Linked DNA regions of Mus musculus: region 2 is linked to region 1. A link is a contact called in public Micro-C data. All regions are on one chromosome and are shown on one strand. The core of a region is the stretch at or near the end of the contact, and the rest is flanking DNA. Distances in the headings are between cores, read along the strand shown. Region 1 holds the start of Tsen54 (tRNA splicing endonuclease subunit 54). Region 2 holds the start of Ubald2 (UBA-like domain containing 2).

The links. A called contact is a pair of places that touch in the nucleus more often than the background predicts.
Region 2: a contact with region 1 is called in a Micro-C map of embryonic stem cells, with 2.1 times the contacts expected there. The contact joins the promoter of Ubald2 here to the promoter of Tsen54 in region 1. A contact is called at or near these places in 1 of 484 Hi-C or Micro-C datasets (embryonic stem cells) and 2 of 115 datasets of contacts at active chromatin or transcription factors (embryonic stem cells and pancreatic cancer cells).

The regions. Positions count from the first base shown.
Region 1 is chr11:115,811,956-115,819,483 of GRCm38.p6, reverse strand. Tsen54 (tRNA splicing endonuclease subunit 54) reads right to left here and starts at 4,745. Exons shown (of 11, transcript NM_029557.1): 1 at 4,665-4,745; 2 at 4,405-4,569; 3 at 4,246-4,309; 4 at 4,074-4,157; 5 at 3,688-3,786; 6 at 2,379-2,431. The coding sequence starts at 4,720. It overlaps Caskin2 (CASK-interacting protein 2), which reads left to right and starts at 5,892. Exons shown (of 20, transcript NM_080643.2): 1 at 5,892-5,970; 2 at 7,102-7,528. The coding sequence starts at 7,504.
Region 2 is chr11:116,429,153-116,436,680 of GRCm38.p6, reverse strand. It overlaps Ubald2 (UBA-like domain containing 2), which reads right to left and starts at 2,587. Exons shown (of 3, transcript NM_176902.3): 1 at 2,253-2,587; 2 at 2,060-2,122. The coding sequence starts at 2,372.

The sequences.
Region 1 (7,528 bases), core at 3,496-5,995:
GTGAGTTCCAGGACAGCCAGGGCTACACAGAGAAACCCTGTCTCGAGAAAAAAAAAACAAAAAAACAAAAAAAACAAACCAAAATAAAACAAAACAAAAAACCCAACAGCAACACAAAACAAAAAAGGAAGAAGAGGAAGACAAGGAGGAAGATGAAGATAATGAGGAAAACAAAAACAAAACCTCTTGGGTTTCCATGGGTAACATTTCCTTCCTTCCTTCCTTCCTTCCTTCCTTCCTTCCTTCCTTCCTTCCTTCCTTCCTTCCTTCCCTCCTTCCCTCCCTCCCTCCCTCCCTCCCTCCCTCCCTCCCTCCCTCCCTCCCTCCCTCCCTCCCTTCCTGAGAGAATATCTTACTATGTAGCCCTGGCTGTCCTGGAACCAGGAAGGCCTTGAACTCACAGAAATCCCCCTGCCTCTGCCTCTCAAATGCTGAGATTAAAGGTGTGTGCACCCCACCCAATAACCTTTTACTTCTTGCACACACTTACTACGACTGTTTCTCTGTATTTTTTTTCTTCCCCCTGAAAAAGCTGACACTGTACTAACACACTGCTTTAAAATCTTTTCTCCCTCACTCAGTCATATAACATGGTCTCAGACCCTTACCCCTTAACACTACTGCATTCTTCCCTGCTATGAGGTAGGGAAGGGGGTATGTGACAGAGACGGAAGAGACGCAAGGGAGCCTTGGGTGTTAGTCCTGTCTATGTTGTGTTTTTGAGACAGGGTCTCTAGTTGGCTTGCAGCTCATGATTAGTCTGGGCTGGCTGGCTGCTGAGCCCCAGGGATCTGCCTGACTCTGCCTCCCCAGTCCTGGGAAGACAAAGGTGAACACATGGCCTCTGAGGGACTGAACTCGGGTCCTTTGTGCTTGCAGTGACAGGACTGAGCCCCCTCCCCACCACTATGAACTGTTACGGCTCCCGATGCTGCAGGGTTCAGGTACAGTACAGCCACAAGTGTCTATTCACATTATATCTAAATCAATTAAAATTATGAAGTGAGACTTCCAGTCCTGTTGTTACAGGACCTCACCCACGGGACAGCATAGTACATCTTTTTATTACAGCAAGTTCTATGTGGTGCCACTACGTTAAGGGAGAAATTGAGCTGGAGGGGTGGCTCAGTGGTTAAGAGCACTGACTGCTCCTCTAGAGGTCCTGAGTTCAATTCCCAGCAACCACGCTCACAGCCATCTGTAATGGAATCCCATGCCCTGTTCTGAAGACAGCTATAGCATACTCACATTCATAACATAAATAAATATTTGAAAAAAAAAAAAAAGGAGGATAAACCAGTGTGTGTGGGTAGGTCTCCATGGCTGCGCCTTGACGCTTTCCAAATACCAATTTTACTATTTTGGGGTGTTCCTTACTATATAAAAGGTGGGTAAAGCCGGGCGGTGGTGGCGCATGCCTTTAATCCCAGCACTTGGGAGGCAGAGGCAGGCGGATTTCTGAGTTCGAGGCCAGCCTGATCTACAAAGTGAGTTCCAGGACAGCCAGGGCTACACAGAGAAACCGTGTCTCGAAAAAAACCAAAAAAAAAAAAAAAAAAAAAAAAAAAAAGGTGGGTAAGACCGTGATCGATTTGGCTCAGCCGTGAGGTCAGGGCCTAGCAGGTGCTCAGTAAGATTGCTAAGTGACGATGTGTTCTCAGGAGGAACTTCTCTACAGAGCCTTGCCTGTTTCCCCAGGACAGGTCCCACTTTCAGGGACTGAAAGTCACAGAGTTTTAGAGCTTTAGGGACAGACTTTGTAATTGCATAGGCTACAGCAGTCTCTAAGTCTACACCAGTCTCTAAGTCTGAGGTGGCTGTGGTGTTCAGCAAAGCTGGACACTGGGCTGGCAAGATGGCTCAGGGAATAAGAGCACTGACTGCTCTTCTGAACGTCCTGAGTTCAGATCCCAGCAACCACATGATGGCTCACAAGCACCCATAATGAGATCTGGTGCCCTCTTCTGGTGCATCTGAAGTGTACTTATTGATAATAATAAATAAATCTAAAAAAAAAAAAAAAGCTGGACACTGGTAATGAGGGGACATCTAGCCCAGAACAAGACATGTGAAACCACCTCAACTATAAACTCTTCACCCAGTCCTTCAGTCATGCGCGTGCTTTCCAAACTGACCCGCACGTCTACATACCACAAGATGACTATTGCGGTTCTTTGCCTTGGTGCTCGAAGTGAGATGAAGATACTGGCTCATTAGCTGAGCTGGGTTCCAGGTTAACAACCCAGGCGAAAGTGCAATAAGGGAATTCATCCCCCCCATGCCTCTCTATTGAACACCTCTGGCTCAGCCCCAGGGAGCTGCACTCAAGCCAAAGGCCCCAGGAGCACAGTGAATGGGAATCAGCGGAAGGGACTTACCTTAGCTGGAACCGACGAACCACATAGCCCAGTCTCTTCAGGTGGCTGAAGACCTTAAGGGAAGAAAAAGGGAAGTCTTAGGTGTTCTTTTTGTTTGTATGTTTGCTTGAAAGGTGCTTGCTCTGCAGCCCTAGTCGTCCTGGAGATATGCACATCAGATTGGCCTCAAGCTACTCAAAAGTAGTATTTCTCCCTCTACCTTTAAGGACTACAATTATAACACACGTCAACATGCCTGCAGAGATGTCCATCTGTTCAAATAAGTTACTAGTTTCTCTAAACACAAGTTTTAGTGACGATTCTGGGGTCTTGGCCTCGTTAAGAAACACAGAAATATTAAGACATGTTTTTGTTTTAATCCCAGGTGTGGGGACACAGGGTGCTTCGGCCCATCCACAGCAGCCGTGATTTGCTTTCTGTTCGAACAGAGCTGTGGTTTTTGCTAGCTGCAGATCGATTTTTGCAATTGTGTAATATTTGGGACTCTGGGAACTTTTCAGAGGGTACGTAAATGCTAAGGCCCCAAAAGGTGGGGTTGGTGGTTGTTGATTGTTCGGCGGAGTTGACTGCAGTTTGTCGGTAACGCTCAAAGAAGAAACGAGAGAGAAATTACACTCAGAGTCTCTCTCCCCTCTCTCCTCCTTTTTCTCCTATCGAGTGATAAGAGATGAAACCGGGGGCACAAAGGGTGGGAAAAAGAAGAACCCACAAAGTAGCAAAGACCAGTGACACAAAGCCATTTCCTCTACCACTCAAAACCTCCCTCCTATATGGCCCTAGGTTCCAAATCTTGGGACTGCATGGACCACATTCCATTTTAAGTATCATCCTCACCAGGCCTGCTGGTTCAAGGTTGTCATCCCAGCTACTAGAGAGTTTGAGCATAAACTCATGACCAGCCTGGGGTACAGAGTGAGTTCATGGCCAGCCTGTGCAATTTTGAAAGTCCCTATCTCAAAACATAAACAAGAGGGTAGGGGCTATACAGCTCAGTGCTGGAGTGTTTGCTAGCAGGCATGGGCTGCTGGCTTCACTTCCCAGAAGCACTAAAAATAAATAAGCAAATACCATCCTCAAAGGAGATTTCACTCTTTCAAGTCTATCTCCTCTTCTGGGCACACGTGTTGTTTAATAACTTATCAACAATACAAATCCCCCAAACCTGACAGTCTCCATTTGAATATAAGCCCGTGTGATCACAGGCTGTCTCACCTACAGCCCTGGCTTGTGGCTCTGTGTTCGAAGCCTCAAAGGCACCTGTCAGGACTCACTGACTTGGCAAATAAGAGTCACCTTGGGAGGCAGATACCTGGTACTGCAGGAAACTCAAGGTGTCCTCTGTCAGCAGCAGCTGGTATGCCTCTTGGATAGACAGTGGGAGGTCTTGGTAGAAGAGCTGAATCGAACCCTGGAAGTGGACCAAGAGCTTAGCTGTGTACCCTTCCTGCAGTGCCCAAGCCAGTCACCTTCTTGGCTCTGACCCTTTCCCCACACACTCAAGCATCACTGCATGACCAGGACAAACAATGAGAGGATTAGAACTCCCGCTGTCCAGTGGTATCCTCTTCTGTTCTCAAAGTCCACACATAACTTCACTGAAAACATAATTCTGAATTCCTCCTGGTCCACCAAACCGTATCCTTCCCATTCCATTAGTCGGGACCCCTTTCCCCACGCCTCCAGGACCCCACTTACACACTCCAGCAGATACAAAGCCTCTTCGGGGTGAAGTCGCTGCCGTCCTTCCTCTGAGTAGCCCATGGTCTGCCAGAATTTCCCCTGTGCGGCAGCAGACCAAGTGTCACAAAGCAGCTAAGCGGACAGAGGAAGGGGGTCCCCCAGCCGCGGAGATGCCCGGGCCGCTCACCGCAGGAGACGTCAACTCCACAAAGCCCTCTTCTGGTTTCCACTCCGCGGCCACCAAGCTGCCCCTGGCGAGGAGTGGGGAAGGGGCGTCTCGGTCTGCACGGGCAGTCCCCGGCCTCCGCCCACCCGGCCTGACCCGGCCCGGCCCAGCCCCTCTCACAGGCGCTCCACGCGCTCCTCCGCCAGCAGCTGCCACAGCTCTTGGCGACACAGGCGCAGCCGCTCCGCCTGGGCCTCCGAGCCGTCCGGGAGGAAGTCCTTGGGGCCATGCGACCGCTGTGGTAGCTTCTGGGACCGCGAGCGCGCGGCGCGGAGCTCCGAGGCGCTGGGGAGAGCCGGGAACACGTGATCAGCACAGAGGCCACCCCGCTCGCTCCCGGGTCCCACGCACCCCACGCCATCCCCCGGGCCGGGTAGCACCTGAGCACACGCCCCGCGGGAACCTCCACCGACCCGGGTTCGGGTTCGGGCTCCATCGGGCCGCTGTCTGCGGCTGCGCGCGCACCGCGAAGCCCCGCCCACCCCGGCATTCCGCGCGGTCCTAGCGCCTTCGACCCGCTCGCTCCTCGGGATCATAAAGCCACCCTCGAGCCTCGCGCCTTCCTACCTGCCCCGTGTGTGTCCTAACACCTGTCGGCACACGTGTACCCCGGGCCGCGGGACCCAGCTCGATGTGCAGGTTTCCAGATGTGCAAAAACTCACCTATTCCGTTTCCAGCGCTTCTGGGGGCTCCTCCCTTCTTTAGTATAACTTTACCTGGCTACTGGATGTAGCATGGATAATCAAATATGTTACTCTCATCTCTGCAGCCCTGAATGTCTTTGTGTCCTACCACCAGCAGGAAAGAGATGCGTAGAGAGAGGAGAGCAGTGAGCCCCCAGACACCAGCTTTGCAAACTGGAGGCCATATGGGAATGTTAGGAGTGGACCAAAGACTTATGGAGTTCCTTCACGGTGGGCCAAAAAAAAAAAATCTCTTCTTAGGGGCTCTGAAGCAGGGTTCAAAGGCCAGGGGTGGAGGCGCTGTCCGGCTCACACTGGTGCTGAATCGCCACCCCAGACTCCGAAAGCACCTCCTCGAGGCTGGGGTCCCCGCCGTGACATCCTGAGTCGCACTGACGCTCACCACTAGGTGGCACCGTTGCTCCAGCCAGCAGCTATAGGTCTCTGAGTGTGGACGAAGGTCGCTGCGGGCAACCCGGGAAAGGATGGGGCAAAGAGGAAGTGATCCCCACCCCTAGTGGGGGGGGGGGGTCCTCAGGTTCAACTGCCAAAACATCCTATTTTCTCTCCTATACATTCACACTTCACCTTTTGATCTAGACCAGAACCCAGTTCTCTCGGGATCCCCGGACAGGACACAGCAGCACGAAACCTCATCCACCCCGCCTCTCACCCGCCACTTTGCACCCCTAAGCAGCTTCACCTGCGCGCATGCGCTGATCCAACCAGTGGCTCGGCTCTGGACTGGCTGGCGGGGGCGGGGCCTAGTGAAGATGGGGCGGGGACCAGGGTGTTGATTGACAATCCAACTGTGCGGCCAGGACGGTCCCCGGCTCCCGATCCGGCGGGAGGGAGGGGGGAGGGGCGGGATTTCCTGCGGGAGGCGCCGAGCCGGCCTTGGAAAGGAGGAGAAAGGGGTTGCGGGGGACAGTGAGAACCAGAGTCCAGAGTGCCTGAGACTGAGCACAGCCAGCCGGACCCCCGGCGGGGCGGCCGGGAGAGGTGAGACTGCCGGGTCCCGGGCCAGGGGTCAGGACCCTTGAGAGCAGACGCAAACTAACTTTTCTTGTCTGATCGGCGGGCTCCTCCATCTCTCTGCTCCTTCCGCCTTCCTCGAGCCCCCCTTTTCGTTCTCCTCTATCTATTCCTCGGACGCTTGACTCTCCGGGTCCCTCTTGCCGCTTTGTTCCCGGGGTCGGCCTTATCTGGGCTTGGCTGCGGGGAGCTGCGCCGCGCTAGAGGGGCATTCCAAGGGGAGGGGGAGCCAGCCGACCCCAGGCACTGCCAGGAGCACTCTCTCCCAGTGCGGGTCGCGGGCTTTGAGGGGGAGTGCCCTCCGGCTTGGGCTTGGAACTTCTGAGGAATGAGTGGTTCCCCACCTGGGCCCCCAGGCCTGCACGAGTCTCTTGCCACAAGATTCTGGCAACAAAATCACCGCCACTGAGGAACTGACTTAAGGGTTTGTGCGGGAAGTCGAGTTGGGGTTTCAGGTTCAGGCTTGGGAGGTAGTTGGCCAGCCTGTCCAAGCTCTCTGTCCTGGATCTCTACCCAGCTGCTCTCTCCCACCACAGACGCAGTGAGAAAGGATTAGCAACAGGTGCTGTAGATCTCTCCGATCCAACAGGTAGATCTCCCCCAGAAAGTGAGGGACATAAGCACCCAGTCCACCCTCTAGGGACCTGGTAGTGAGGAGTGTGCTGCAGACACCTTGGACAGGGAGTGACCCCTACCATCTGCCCGTGCCACTCTCCCAGGCCCTACCTCCCGGCCCCGCCTGTTGTCTGTGGGTGTCAGAGCCTGGGGCTGTGGAGAATGGGCTGCTGGCCCTGCCTACACCAGTGTCTCCTGCTGCCAGGGCCCCTCCTGCCCAAGGTTGAGGTGCTGCCCAGTGCCATGGGGCATAGGCAACCCAGCCTTTCCCTCCTTGAATGCTGCCCCTCTCTTCTTTGCGAGATATATTTCTCTCAAGTACAGAAACTTCCTCCCCTCCGTTAGTGGCTTAGACTCACTCCAAGGCTCCTTGGGCATCTAGGGTGATTTGGGACTCCCTAGAGGTTCTATCTTGCTCATCTTCTCTGTCCCGGTTCCTGGCTGTAACCCAGCTTTTCATTGGATGACGTGTATCTTTTCCAGACCCTCAGGACTTGTCCCTGGCTGCTGCCTCACGCCAGAGGGAATGCTGACTGCTCTCTGGGTGGGCACTGGTGCTTCTGCGCTAACCCAGGAAGATTGGCGGGCCCAGTCCCAGCCCATTCCAGGGCTGTCGGAAGCTGCAAGCTGATCTCAGGCCAGATTTCCACACAGCCTCCACCCCACCAGGGACCGGCTTTCCTGCCTGTGGTGGCAGCTCCCAGAGCACCTTGAGGGAACTATATCTCTGCCTGACAAGAAGCCCATTGCCTGAGACACCAGACTTGTTCCCCCAGGACCAGGAGTCCTCCAAAGCATTGAGGCATGGCGAACTGACACTTGACTGGGCCGGTCCCTTGCTTCTTCCTGGACCTTGAAGTCCCAGAGCCTGACCCGGTAATCAGAATGGGTCGTGAACAGGACCTTATCC
Region 2 (7,528 bases), core at 1,338-3,837, 620 kb before region 1:
TCAATTCTGAGCCCCTGTCATGGCCGTTTCCCCTCTCCCTACGAATGCCTTCTTGCCCCCCCCCCCTCATACAACTGAGGACCCTTATCATCTGTGACAGCCTTCCAACTGTGGCTGGCAATCTACAGGACAATCGTTTAGCAGTTATCACCACTTTGTGTTGACTTTTCTTCATATAAAGTATTTATCTGAGACAGTATGCAGCTAGATAGCCCAGGCTGACCTAGAGTTCACAGCCATCCTGCTGCCTTAACCTCCCAAGTGCTGGCTTCAATGTTTTTATTTAAGTTTTCTAATTATTTTGTCTTAAAAACTGGACTGACTCTCAGAACAGGGCTGCTGTTCCCTACTGTGCAGGCGAGGCCTCCAGCACAGGTCCCTCCTGGGTGTGCTGATTATAACGTCTGAGTTACAAAACCAGCAGTCTCCCAAGGGAAGCTTCCAAGGAGAACACACAGACTCACAGACACTCACAGACAGACACACACACACACACACACACACACACACACACAGATTGACAAAGGTGGGGGAAGGGAGGGAATCCAGTTCAAGCTGGGGCTTGCTGGCTTCCTTGTTCCAGGCCCTTCAGCATGGCTATGCTTTTCTGAATAGTCTTGTGCATAGGAAGACACTGAGCAGGATGAAAGCAGAAGACTCCCAGGTCTAGGAAGCTGGAGGTCTGGATGGCTGGATGTAGGAGGGGGTCTTGGGCATGATGAATCCCACCTGAATTTTCTAAGAGCTTGGCCGCAGTGGCTGGGGCCCACAGCATCATTCATTTTCCAATCTTACTCCAAATGTTGAGAGCTAGTTTAAACTGAGGCAGACTCTCCTTCCTGAGCATCCCCCCTCGTTTTTTGTTTGTTTTTGTTTTTTTTTTTTGTTTTTCGCGACAGGGTTTCTCTGTGTAGCCCTGTCTGTCCTGGAACTCACTCTGTAGACCAGGCTGGCCTCGAACTCAGAAATCTGCCTGCCTCTGCCTCCTGAGTGCTGGGATTAAAGGCGTGCGCCACCACGCGGGGAGGGGGGGGGGCGGCTCGTTTTTGTCAGAAGAAAAAAGTGCTGAGAACAAGATACAGCAGAAGATCCACATGTAGTCTTGTCTCCTGGGGACAAGGACACCAAAAAAAACAAAAAAGTCCAATGGCAGATCTCTTAGGGAATAATGTTTTACCACCCCTCTCCTGGGCTCAGGCCCTCCTACACGTTTGGAGCTAATAGCTAACTAGGAGTTAGAGCAGAGAAGGGATGTGCCTGGCCTCAGGAAAGCAGGGTACCCACTGGCCAGAGGGCAAAGGCTCTAGCCTGGAGCCAAGTTGGAAGAGGACAAATCCAGGCTCCAAGAACTATTTCCTGGACTGTTTTGTTTCTTAACATACTGAGATTAAAAGAAATTCTTGGCCTCACCTTAGGTATATAAATCTGTATATCCTCCATAAAGGTTATGTTCCCTGGAGGCTTTGGAAGGGCCAGCCTACCTTTGTGGGTAGAGTTGGACTTCCGGAGCCAGGGTGGATCTATCCCTCCCCTGCTTCCTGCAGCACTGGGTGGGTGGGTGGTGTGTGTGTGTGTGTGTGTGTGCACACGGCTGTGTTTGTTGCACCAAGACACAAATCCCTACCTCAGTCGTGTGTGTGTGTGTGTGTGTGTGTGTGTTTTGCATCAAGACACAAATCCCTCAGTCCCCCACCACCCCGAAGTCCCCAAAGGTCTGGTTATCCTCGAGCCCCTTCCCCATCCTCTGCTATCAGAATCGCAACATCCTGCTGGAAGCCGTCTTCCCTTCCTTCTACCCCCACCTCCCCAACACCAAGGCCCTTACACCCAGGGCACAGCGCCCAGCACAGGGCCTCAGGCCCCGATCCAGCGGCCTGGAGGCGGGTCCCAAAGTTGGGCGAGCCAGCGCCGGCCTGGGAGCGCTCTTTCCTGGAAGACATTTTGGCTCTTTGTTTACATTCGCGGCGCGCCGCTCCCCGGCAACATGGCTGTCACCGGCGCGGCTGACAGCGACCCTGCCGCACCGAGCGCCCCCTCCGCGGCCCTGGGGAACACTTACCATCTGCGGGTGGTGGTGGCTGTTGGGAATGTTGCTTTCTTGAAAGAACGTGCTTAGGGCGGTCTGCGGACAAAATACGGGACGCAGCGGCGTGAGCGAGGCCTGGCCGCCCCGGCCCCCCCCCCCCCCGCCGCGGCCCCCCTACGCGGCCCCCGGCTCCCACGCGCGCTCCCGACCCCGGCCCGGTGCACACCTCGAACTGCCAGTGCGCCGCTTGCAGCAGCTGCTGCGCCTGATCGGCCGCGCAGCCCGCGGCCAGCACGAACTGGTTGATCATGACCTGGTGCCGCAGCTCGTCCGTGTTCACCGACATGGCGCTGGGCGGCCGCCCCGGGCTCACGCTCGCAGCTCCGCCGCCGCCCGGCGAATGTTGTGGTTCGGCTCGCGCGGCCGCGCCGACGCCGCAAACAACAGCGCGGGGCGGGGCCGCCAGGCCCAACGTTCGGGGGCCGTGAGCCGACGCCGCTGATTGGCCCACGCGCAGCCCAGCCAGCCGCCGGCTCCCACACGGACGTTCGATTCGAATCCTGCGGCGGGCCCGGCCGCTCTGTTTCTCTCCTCGCCTGGCCGCGCCCATTGGCGGAGTCGGTGCCGCGGGGGCACCCCGGCATTGGCCAGCCTCCGTGTTTTGGCTCCTCCGAGTTGGTGGTTGGCTGGGGCCGCCATCGGGAGGCGGGGCGTGATGCGCTGATTGGCCTACCGTAGGCCTGTTTGAACTCAACTCGAAAACCCTGACCGCGTTCTGATTGGTGGAGGTCATCAGTGTTTGCTGTTGTAGGCGTGGGGGTGGTGCTGGCCAAGTTCATTCATTACTTCATTGAAACTGAACATGCTCAGCTGGAAAAGCAAGACGGAGTGGCTTTGACTCATTTCCTCTGAAAGATGTGGTCATCTCGAGAAACAGAACGATCAAAATAGAAAACACACAGAACCTTCGCAGCTACTCGACTCTCAAGAGTATTTAAATTTTTAAATAGCTTCTAAACAGTCTCTCTTAAAAAAAAAAGAAAAGAAAAAGAAAACTTTTGAAACATGGCAGACAGATCCTGGGTTCAATTTCTTAACACCACAAAACAAAACAAAACAAAACAACACAAAAGAACCAGGCGTAGTGACCACATGGTTTTAATTTCAGGGCTCAGTGGGAGGTAGAGGCATTCGGATAGCTCTGAGTTCGAGGCCAGTCTTGCCTACATGGTGAGTTAGTTCCAGGACAGCCAGCAGGGCTACATAGAGAAACTCTCCAAACACACACACACACACACACACACACACACACACACACACACACACACACACGGGGGTGGGGGGGAATAGCCAGTGCCAGGGCATGCTTTGCATAATCCAGCCTCGGGGTTTAAAAACCTTATGCTTTAAAAAAAAAAAAAAAAAAAAAAGTACCTGTTTTCAGCATGAAGACATTTTCTTTGTCATTATTCCCTGATCAAGAGGACATTGATACATCTATTCACATGAAACTTACATTGTATTGGGTATTAAAGTGACCTAAAGATGATTTAAGGTACACAAGATGGTGAAGTTGGCTGGTAGGAAAAAATGACACATGGTATAAGAGCCCCACTTATCCAAGGATTCTAGACCATGGGGAGCGGGCAGGAACTGTTTCCACCCTGATCTGGAGGATCGGATTGGGAATTTACTGTGAAGGCTCCTGTTTCAGGAAGACATATACTGTTTTTCATCAGAACTAATTACAGCGAAGGTTCTAACTAGTTAGGGTGTGCAGAACAGAAGGACAGAACAGAAGAAAGCAAACCTCACTTCTATTTCTTTGCCAGTGAAGGCAGAGGCAGTGAGAGTCGCTTTCCATGGTGTGGGTGTAAAACCAGACTGGGGTTGACAAACTTGGCAGCAAGCGCCTTTACTCACTGAACTCTTTTTATTTTACCTAAAAGGACTAAATGTTCTCTTTAAGAGAACTTGCCCGTTTTTTAGAAAGTATCTAGCTAAGAATAAGGTTACAACTGATGTTTGCACACCAATGAATGCACAGCTGGCTGGAGAGCTCTCCTAGCCTACCAGAAGCCCCGGCTACCTCCCCAGCTCCACAAGAAGAGAACAAAAAGCTTTGGGCGCAAGGATGAGTTAATCTTGTTTCTTTTGTCTTCTGTTTTGTTTGTTTGTTTTGAAGGGGTAGGAGTACTATAATTATCTTTAGATATCCCCAAAACGCCCACGGGCTGAGGCTGTAAGTGTGCCTGGGAAGTCAAGTATAGACCCCCCCCCCCCAGCCGTGTTTCAGGGTCCCCTAAAGCTGTTGACACTCAACTTCTTTTATGTAGCATAGCATAACACAGCATAGCGTTTGTACATAACCCCTACACAGCCTCATATATTGTACATAACCTCTAAAATGCCTTATAATACCTAATAGAACGTAAGCACTAATAGTTGTACTGTATTGTTCAAGAAATAGGGAGGGGAAATCTGTGCATGTTTAAAAAAAGAAAAAAGTCTGTACCGATACAATTTTCTGTCCTGATATTATTTTATCACGGGTTGCTTGAATGCAGAGATGTGGTTGTGTAGGCTAGGTGGCCCCTGTAGAGTTTCAAGGTCTTTCCCTGCTCCCCCAAGGTAACTGCAAAGTGAAAATACAAAGGCACAGCCAGCAGCCTGCACTTCCAGGGATCTCGGGCCAAGAGCTGCCCTAGAACAAGGAAGCACTGTCATTGTGGGCTGCAGGTATTCACAAGTACCTACAGGTGTCCAGCATGCCGGGGCGGTGAGTAGCAAAGTCGACTTTGGACACAGACATTTTAAGAGAACGTGCCTATAGCCTCCAGGTCTTCATTAAAAAGTTCCCACACCCGCTACTATGGGGGTACATGAAGGTCTGTAATTCCCAGCATCTGGGTGGTTGAGGCGGGAGGATTAGGACTTGTAGGCTAGCCTAGGCTATGTAAAGAATTATCCAGCTCTCAAGGAAGATAAAAACTGAAAAATCTGTTGTTTCCTGGACATTAAGGCAACTAATCTCTAAGGATCAGCTAATGTTTACCCGGTGCAAGACCCAGCTGTGGACTGCTGGGAAGAGCGGGCAAGCCTCCTAAGCCTGAGGGGCTGGAGCTCAGGTGATCTTCTGTGGGCGAAGGTCATCCCAAGAGGAGGCAGGAAGAGCTCCAGAAATAAGCGTGTGATCTGTGGTCCTGACAGGTGGAAGGGCTTAATCAATACTTAAGGCTTCTGAGAATCTGGTTGAAGATGAATGGCTAGGAGCCGAAGGAGCACCACTGAGCCCCTACCCCCCCACTCCCCGGGCTCGGGGCTCCGGGGCGGGGCTCGGGGGCTCCGGGGCTCCTGGGCGGGAGCGGGGAAGAATGGATGAGGTCATGTTTGTTGAGGACTTTGAGCTGTGGAGATGAAAGCGAATCAAGTGCAAGGTATTATTAACCGAAGGTGTTATTATCTTAATCTGAGAGGACAATACAAGGCCAGTGAAACACTGCAATAAAAACATGCCATTAATAACAAATGAAACACAACTGGTAGCCTCCGAGAGAACAAAATCCTTGTTACATCAATGGCAGGACCACAGAGCTAGGGATGATACAGCAGCTAATAAGAGAAACATCCTTGTGTGGTGCGTGCATAACGAGATCTGTGTGAGTAAGACCGTAGGCGGACTGGCGGTAGTGGATGATAACACTCGGCAGCCCTGCGCTAAGCACTTCCCGGGGAGCCAGACATCTCTTACTTTTGTCTTCAGACCATCCTGGAAACAGCTAAGGGACACCAGACCAGTACCACGAAGTAGCAAGTGGCGTCACACCCTGCTACCTCCATTACTATGAGTTATCTCCTCAGTGGAGCTCAAAGAGGGCCCCTTCTAAGCAACTGTTTTCAGAGACTCTGTGGCATTCTCTAGGGAGGCAGCAAGGGTCTGGAAGGGCAGAAGGGTAGGGCGCCAGCACCCCCACATTTACTGCATCCTCAATTTCCTAATCCTTTTTTCCTCCCTTCCACTTCTTTTTGTTTGTTTGTTCACTGGTTATAATTTTTATTATTTCACTTTGTTTATTGAGACAGGGTCTTCACGTAGCCCAGGCTGGCTTTGAAATCACTAGGTAGCCAAGACTGACCCTGAACTGACCTGGTCCAGGTGCTGGAATTAGAAGCCACACCAGCATTAAAGGTTCTTCCTCATTTCTACGCCCCGGACCCAAGCAGCTCCAACATAACTGAGAGAAAGAGAATTTGAGAGTGCCAGGTTCCTAATAAGCCTAAGGCTTGGAGAGCGCTCAGATCTCACCAAGGTCAGGTAGCACGGAACTCCTTTCTTGTGGCAATGAACGAGATCAAGGTTGGGCAGACAGAAGTTCTTTTCATTCCCAACCTTCCCCTGACTGCCTGTCTTCCTCTAGTTCCCCCCCCCATTTATTCATTTATTTATTTATTTATTTATTTATTTATTTATTTATGTAGCCTTGCTTGGCCCTGAGCTGTGGATAAAGTTCTCCATCCATAGCCCAGACTGGCCTAAACACACAAATCTCTTACTGAGTTCTGAGAGCACAAGTGGTTTTTTTTGGTTTTGGTTTTGTTTTCGTTTTTGTTTGTTTTTGTTTTGAGACAAGGTCTTTCTATCTGGCCCTGGCTGTTCTAGAACTTATTATGTAGACAGGTGTGCATACTCTTCAAATAGCACATTCTCCTTTCTAGTCCAGCCGGCCCACTGGAATCTCCTTCGAATCTAGGGCCTAGATAGTACTGACAAGATAGGAACCACCTTTCATCCCTGTGGTTAGAGACAGAAGAGCCAAGGCTGATCCCCCCCAAGGGATGAGTTCATGCTGGTTTATACCAGATTATGTTTTCCACAAACTGTCACATGCCTCACAAAGGACAAAGGCCAGGCCACTCCTAGCACTGTTGAAGGCATTCCCCCAGAGCAGCACGGTGGCCTGGACACTCTGTGCTGTACCTGACAGCCAGGTGATAAGGTAACCCCACCTTTGGTTGCTGGGTGTGTCTTAGCAATCTACAGGGGCAGGGAGACAAAGGGAGGATTGAGGAACAGCCTCCAGGACCAGTCTCCGCCTTCTTGGGTGGGTGGGTATGCTGGCTTCCTGCTCAGACCAAAGGACAGACAGACGAGGAACACTCTAACACTCTCCTTGGGAAAGGACTGGAGAGGTCAAGAGCTCACCATTCCGGCTCCCCAGTGAGAACCTCTGCCTGCTGAGACCAGGCTACAGACCCGAGAGTAGCTGAATCTCCTCTTTAATAGAGAAATGTATACTGGGGGGGGGGGGGGGGAGACCGAAAGCCCCACCCCCACTCCAGGAACCAAATGCAAACCCTGCTTCTGTCACCAGTCTCAATGCTCAAACTCCCCTCAATTCTTCTCCAGCTCTCTCACCATCCTCATTGACCACACCTGCCCGTGCCAGTGTGAGACTCAGTTCCTCGTTCACAGCTACTCCCCCGGTGGGTGGTGATCTAAGT